Regions from separate parts of the Delphinus delphis genome. Here region 2 is linked to region 1. The links are chromatin contacts, called in public Hi-C maps. All regions are on one chromosome and are shown on one strand. Each heading gives the region's core, a stretch centred on a gene start, on an enhancer-like site or on the middle of the called end of the contact. The rest is flanking DNA. Distances are from core to core; before and after follow the strand shown.

Region 1 (3,493 bases), core at 699-3,198:
GGGCAGCGGGGCCAGCGGGGGCGGCAGCGCCTCGTCGGCGCCCTCCTCGTCCAGAGGCCCGCGGGACAGCGCGCTGGGGCAGCGCTCCTCTGCGACCAGGCCGCCCTCCTTGGTCGGCTCAGCACCGTCCAGGGGCTCGGGGCCGCCGCCACCGGCAGCAGCCGCAGCCGCCGCCGCTGCCGCCGCTACAGCCGCCGCCACGGCTTTGGCTTGGCTTTGCGCGGCTGGGTAGGACGGCACTGGGAGACTGCCTGCCGCCGGCCAGAACATGGGAAACGTCGGGTACACAGTGGCTGCGGCAGCCGCCGCAGCCACGGCCGCTGCGTCCTTGGCTGCTCCGGGGGGCTGGTGACCCCAGAACATGGCGCCGCCGCCCGGGCCAGCCCCCGCACCGGGGGGCAAGTGGCCGGTTCCTGGGCCGCCCGCGCCTGCGCCAGTGCCCGCGCCCCCGCCGCTCCCGGTGCCTGGGCCGCCCTTGGGTTCGCCCGCGCCTAGCACGGGGTCGTCCTTTTTGGGGCAGAGGCCGAAGGCCGTGGGAAAACCGTAGGGATGAGGGAAAAGCGGCGGGGGCAGCTTCTGCAAGAGGCCAAAGCCCTTGCTGGGCACTGGGATCACCGGGTAGCTGCGTACGCCGGCGCCGCCACCAGGCCCTCCAGGGCCCGGGGGGCCGCCAGCTCCCGCTGCCAGACCAAGTCCCCGCTGCGCGTGAGGAGGAGGCGGCCCGGGAGGCCCGGCGGCCTCTTCTTCGCCACAACGCAGGCTTTTGTGGGGCGGCGGGCCTGGGGCCATCTCCGCGCCGCACCCCGGGCCGCCCCCGCCGCCACCACCAGCACCACCCTTCCCCTGCCCACCCGACCCGCCATTAGCGCCGCCGCCTCCTTGCAGCGAGAAAGTCCGCTTGCGAGTGCCACCATTGAACATGGCCTTGACGTCCTCCCAAGCGTGGCTCAGTTCGTCTGTGGCCGACTTGTCACTGAGTTTGAGGTGTCGGCGCCACGAGTTAAAGTTGGCTGCGTCGGGCTGCGTGTACTTGGCGTCGGGTGTGCGGTGCGAGTGGAAGATGAACTTGTTAGGCGAGAAGTACATGCTGCAGTAACCGCACTTGATACACTTGGCACGCGAGCTGTTGTAACGCGCGGGGATGAAGCTGCCACGCGAGCCCCAGGCGCACTCGTGCACCACATCGAAGGCGAAGTTCTCGGGAAGCTTGGGTGGCTTGTGCTCGCCCAGGAACGACTTGCAAAGGCGTTCGGCCTCGCGCTTGGTGATCATGCCGCAGCGGCGCGACGAGATGGGCATGGCCCCGGCCCGACGCAGAATCTCCAGTTGCACCGGTGTGCACTGCACGCATGTGATGCCCAGGGCCACGCGGCGGTTGTGGATCTCATTGTAGCTGTAGTTCTTGAGGAGGGTGTTGGAGATCTGCGCCAGGCATAGGCGCTCCTGACTGTCGATGACCAGAGACACGATAGGCACCCCGTACAGCGACGTCTCGCCCACCTGGTTGGGTTTGAGAGCGCTGGAGCCCGAGTAGGGCTGCAGCTCCTGCTTGGAGTTGGGCGAGGAGTTGCCCTCGCGCCCCGGCCCCAGCTGAGTGGTGAGAGCCTCCATGCCGCCACTCCTGCGAAACAGAGAAAGCAGAGAGCCGATGAGCCATTTTCAGCGCCAACGCCGCTTGGGCCCGCCCAGCAGGGCGCGCCGAGTCGGGCGCGCGGGGAAACTTGGCAATGGGGAGTCCAAGCTCATTCGCCCCCTGGACGGGCGCCTTTTGTTATTCAGACGCGTGCTGGCGCTGGAACAAAAGCCCCCGGGGTTTGGAGGAGGAGTATGGGTAATTGAGACCTCAGAAATGCCCCGGTAGCTAGGAACCTGATCTTCTTTTCGGACAGGGGAGGAAGTGGGGCCCAGAGACGGAGAGTGACTTGCCCAAGGCCACACAGCAAAGCCATTGCCGAACCCAGGCTTCCTGGCGCCCAGATCCGTGCGTCTTCGGCCACCCTCGCAGGCTGCCCTACCCGTCCGGGTCCTGAAGCCCTGACGTCGGGGACAGGCCGCCCCTCGGCTCAGTCGCGCATGCACGCGGGCGGGGGCAGCGCAGGGAGGAATAGGGAGGGGGGAGGGGCGGTCACTGCCCATCTACAGACAGCAGGGGGCGGGGCGGGGCGGGGGGGGGGGTTGGGAGGTGGCAAGGAGAAGGAGGAGGGCCTAGAGGCCGTGAGGGAGGCGGGGAGAGACAGAGGCGACCGCTGTTCGTGGTGCTGAACCCGACTCTTTCCAAAGCACGCCGTGAGTGCCCAGCCTCAGGGTTGCCCCCACTGCACCCAGCTCCGCGCCAAGCCGGCTCCCCGGGATAACAGCACTGCTTTCCACAAACACGAGCTTTTCCTCTCACGCCCGGAGCCTCGCGTTCGTTGAGCAGAAAGATTCCGGCTGGAAATATAAACCGTTTTCTTTCCAACCATCGGTGGGATCAGGGTCAAGCAATTCCTAACCACATTTTCTGCATTTTTAGCTGCGTTCCAGACCAAAGCTGGTTTCCCTCCGGGTCAGCATGTGGGACGGAGAGGTTCTCAAGGAAGTTCCTCAGAAGCCACTTCTCTTTTGCTTCTAGGCATCCACTCCCTAAGTTTTCCTCCTTCAGATATGCCTTTCCCACTCAGGCCAAATGCAGTCTCTCCAGGTTCTGAGCTTCCTCTTTTGGGGCGTCTTTTTTTTTCTTTTTTTGAGTATCCTTCGTGCCGGGCTGTCCTGACTCATATGGGCTGAGAAGGATCCTGGCCGGTCTCTGAAGCCACCACAAGGCTCCAGGTCAAAAGTTACTGCTGGTCCCGAGCTTTGCTCTCTGGCCGAGGCAGGGAGGCAGCCGCGTCTGCGGACATCAGCAGCGGGAAGGACCCGGGGATTGATGCTTGGGGCCCCCTAGGTGGCTGAGCCCAGCCATGTATCCTCAGACACCGAAGGCTCCTGCGGCCCAGGCAGCCCAACCCCGAGGGCCCCTCCTCTAAACTCGGCAGAAAAGGCAAATGCATTTTCAAAGGGGGCAGCTCTAGCAGGACAGGGCATCCGAGCTCAAAAGCTTCATCAAGCAGACTGGGATCTTCTGTCAGTCTGTCTCCCTCCCTCCCTCTCTGTTTGTCTAGGTACCCCGCATCTGTCGGTCTTATCTGTTCTGAGCTGTCTGTCTCTCCTCGCTAGCTCCTCTTTCTCCCATCTGTCTTCATACCTTCTTCAAGTATCAAGCTATTTATCTGTTATCTGTCTTTCATCTTTATCTCCGTGGATCGAATTGAAACTAGTAGACCCTCCTTTTGCGTTGAAGTCCCTTGCAACATTTTAGGAGGCAAAAGCACTGTCCTAACTCCTCGGCTGAGGGGTCTGCAAGAAAAGCCCCGCACCCCCCTTTTAAGGGTTCTCAGGCTAGGGAGGTGGCGAGGGAGCCACGGTTCTGGGAAATGATAATGTCTTCTCGGTTTCCCGAAATCGGCAAGTGTGC
Region 2 (3,493 bases), core at 337-2,836, 300 kb after region 1:
TACACATAGCTGAATAATCTTCTCCTTAATGGACTGAACCCAAGACAGTCCCAGTGGAGCAATGGCTCCAAAATCCCATGACTGCCATATGGGAGTTATTATAAGCAAAAATACACCTACCACATTTAAATTTAAGAAACTATCAGGCTATATAGTAATAGTGCAGCTGCATAGGCGTTTAGCTTTAATTCTGGTTCAAAAACCTGGTTGGGTAACGTGGGTCAGCTTGTACATCTAGATTCTGAATTACTGAAATATGGATTAATTTGATATCAGCTACATGAATAGGTTCCAAACATCCTGAGGCCTATTTTTCACTGACCTAGAAAATATAAAAGATGCACTCATGTCAACGTTCACGCCTCTTCGGTCATTAACCAAAAGATAATAAACATCCAGCAAGAGTTAACACTCTCAGAGTTAGAATATTCCATGAAAACATACCAATATTAAAGAGGTAGTCTTTTAAATATCTTTTAGGCCTAGCATCACTGGTGAAAATCTTTAGTGCTTTTAGTAAAACAAACTTGCTGGGGTTTCATATAAAGAGAACAAAGAAACTTCAAAAAAGTAGTTCCAGTTTTTATAATATGAACGCACCCACAAAGTGGTGTTCATGGGAACGAGTCCTGCCATGCAATTAGGCATTTTTAAAAAACTTAAGAGCCACTTTCCAGGGGCCTACACCCTTCTTCTCACTGCCCAATGTAGGGGTCCTTCTAGTTAAGAGCTGCAGGGTAGCGAGGATGGAATGCTCTCTCCCCGGGGTGATGCAGGGTGGTCCCTAAGTACAGGCATGTCGATAAGCCCCACTTTCCGGGGTACGATTCAGGAGCAACAACTTAGCCCTGACAGGCACCTGCCGGGCGGGGGAATACAGAAGCCCAGGGCCAGGGCCGGGTCTGGAAGGCTGCAGAGTGGGTGGGACGCCAACACTGGGCGAAGCGTGGCGAGCGCGTGCGCCCGGGCGAGCCTGCACGGGGCCGGGGCAGGTCTCCCAGGGCCGGCGCGGTCTGACCTAGGGCCGGGGGCTCGGCCTCGGAGCCAGAGCGTTTGTCAGCGTGCTTTGCAAACAGTGGGGCCATCGTCGGCGCGACATGCTTCACCGGCCCGGGCCACTCACCGAGGTTGATAACCTTGAGCGCCGTGAAGAACCGGTCCTGCCGGGCCAGGTCGTGCCAGGGGGCCTTGGAGCAGTGGTACTTGATGAAGGGGAAGCAGCCGGTGCGCAGGACGTGGTAGTTGGCGCCCTGCACAGGCCAGTTGAAGTGCGAGAGGCCGAACTGGTCGTTGCGGACGGCGCTGTAGGGCACGCAGAAGGAGGTCCAGTGCGGCAAGCGCCGCTGCAGCAGGTGGCGCGTCAGCACCTCCGAGGCGCGGGGCTTCGGGCGGGAGGCGGCGCCCAAGGCCCAGGGCCGGCACAGCAGCAGCCAGAGCACGGCCTCATGGGCCCTCCGCAGGGCCTCCATAACCGGCTTTGCCCGCGTCCCCCGCCCCCTGGCCGCCGTAGGGGCGCGCGCCGCTGGGGGCGGGGCCGAAGGAGCGCGAGCCCTCGCTCGCTCCTCGGGCGTGCGGCAGGTACGCCCAATGGGCTCCGCGCGAGTGTGCGAGACCCCCCCGCCCCCGGGCGCGGCGGCGCGTGCGCACAAAGGTCCCGCGGCTTCCTAGGGGGAGTGGAGCGGGGCGCGGGCTGGCAGTCGGAGGCACTCTCGCTGAGGAGATAGTGAAAACAAGACCGAGGACCTCGTGAACTCATTAATAACCCTGAGGAGGGTTGAGGGCGGGCTTCGCGAGTATTATCAGTTTAGGTAAGAGGAAAATTAAGCTTTAAAACAATTAAATAACTTAACCACCCTACTGAGTGGCAAAACTCACACCCGTATCTCTCTTCCAAGCCGCAGGCTCAAGTGCAATCCTTGGTTGGTGGTGTTGAGGAAACCCTTGAGAAGGTGTCCTCAGGGAAGCGAGTTAAAAGTCAAGTCCCCAGATTTGTAGTGGCTGGTAAAGTCGGGGAGCACTTTTGTATTCAGATCCCCGCTGTCGTGTTGTTTAAAATAAGTCCCAGATATCTCAACAGAAAAAGTTTATTTCTTAGAAAGTCCTACGTCTCTTCATGCAGTGTGCACCACCACCTCCTTCCTAAGAGTCTGGTGAACGCCAGGCCAGGAGTCTTTTAGTTTTAAACCTTAATCCTGTCACTCATTATCAAATCTCGTACTTTAGGAAAACCTTTTCTCAAATTTTGCAGCCTCTTGAGGTAATAACTTACATACATCTGCTTTCTAAAGAAGCATTTCCTCTTACATGTCCTAAATTCATGTTTGGAGAAACGATACATAAATAAGATGTGTTTGGAAAGTACTGTATGTAAATGAGACACGTGTAAACACCATATAACAGTTGCTGTTATTGTTGTTGAAGACTCATGTAGGATATGAGTAGGATAGTGTAGGAGAATGTAGGATAGTGTAGCTAGCTCTTACATTCTCCAGTTTTTATTGATTCCTACAACAAGCAATGATTGAGCACCCATAACCATGTGCCAAATCTTGTAGGGTTAAGTCATTTCAGGAGCCTTGTAGTCATGCAAATAATTTAAACTTTATAGGATTCCCTATTAAATTTTGAAAGATTTTAGGGGGAAGCACGATGTAGTTAGATTTGCGCAGAAATGGCTGAAGGGAGGCTAAGACAAGTCAGGGAGGTGATTCAATACTGTGATTTCAAATTAAATTTTTAAAAGCACTGGAGTCCTTTTTCAAACAAAATCTGTCATAGAACCCCAACCTATGAAAACTTGTGTTTTATTACTAAACATTTATAAGTGCAAAAACTTAACATTAAAGTTAAGTTTTTAAAATGAGTCTAGTTTGTTATTGTCTTGGGTTTTTATTTTGCTTGTTTTGTTTTTAGCAGAAAAGGAATTTATTGGAAGGAAATTGGATAGCTAAAATAATAAATAGGACGTCTGCAGAACCAAGCTTAGCAATGGGAAGGAATCAAGAGAGACTGGCCGGCAAAGACGTAGGTAAGACCAACAGGAATTAGTATGGTTGGGATGCCGTGGCTGGCCCCATGCCACTGGACTCTTGACCCTGCGGGATTTTTTTGTTTGCTTGGCTTTGTTTTCCTTTAATCTTTTTTTTTTAAGTTGATTTTTTTTTCCTTAATTTTTTGGCTGCGTCAGGTCTTAGTTGCGGCACGTGAGATCTTTTTGTTGCGGCACGTGGGCTTCTCTCTAGTTATGGCCGTGTGGGTTTTCTCTTTCTAGTTGAGGCGTGTGGGCTCCAGAGCGCAGGGGCTCTGTAGTTTGCAGCCCGCGGGCTCTCTCATTGAGGCATGCGAGCTCAGTAGTTGTGGCATGCGGTATTAGTTGCTCCTGCGGCATGTGGGATCTTAGTTCCCCGACCAGGGATCAAACCCGTGTCCCCTGCATTGGAAGATGGATTCTTTACCACTGGACCACCAGGGAAGTCCCGATCCTGCTGTTTCA

What was found. Hi-C and Micro-C count contacts between places; a contact is called where the count stands out from the background.
Region 2: a contact with region 1 is called in a Hi-C map of muscle, with 5 times the contacts expected there. The contact joins the promoter of C2H15orf61 here to the promoter of SKOR1 in region 1. A contact is called at or near these places in 2 of 3 Hi-C or Micro-C datasets (lung and muscle).

Annotation. Positions count from the first base shown.
Region 1 is chr2:135,245,381-135,248,873 of mDelDel1.2, forward strand. SKOR1 (SKI family transcriptional corepressor 1) reads right to left here and starts at 1,949. Exons shown (of 9, transcript XM_060003707.1): 1 at 1,843-1,949; 2 at 1-1,621. The coding sequence starts at 1,949.
Region 2 is chr2:135,548,198-135,551,690 of mDelDel1.2, forward strand. It overlaps C2H15orf61 (chromosome 2 C15orf61 homolog), which reads right to left and starts at 1,587. Exons shown (of 2, transcript XM_060003708.1): 1 at 1,124-1,587. The coding sequence starts at 1,469. It overlaps LOC132419825 (a long non-coding RNA gene), which reads left to right and starts at 1,699. Exons shown (of 3, transcript XR_009518252.1): 1 at 1,699-1,808; 2 at 2,917-3,028.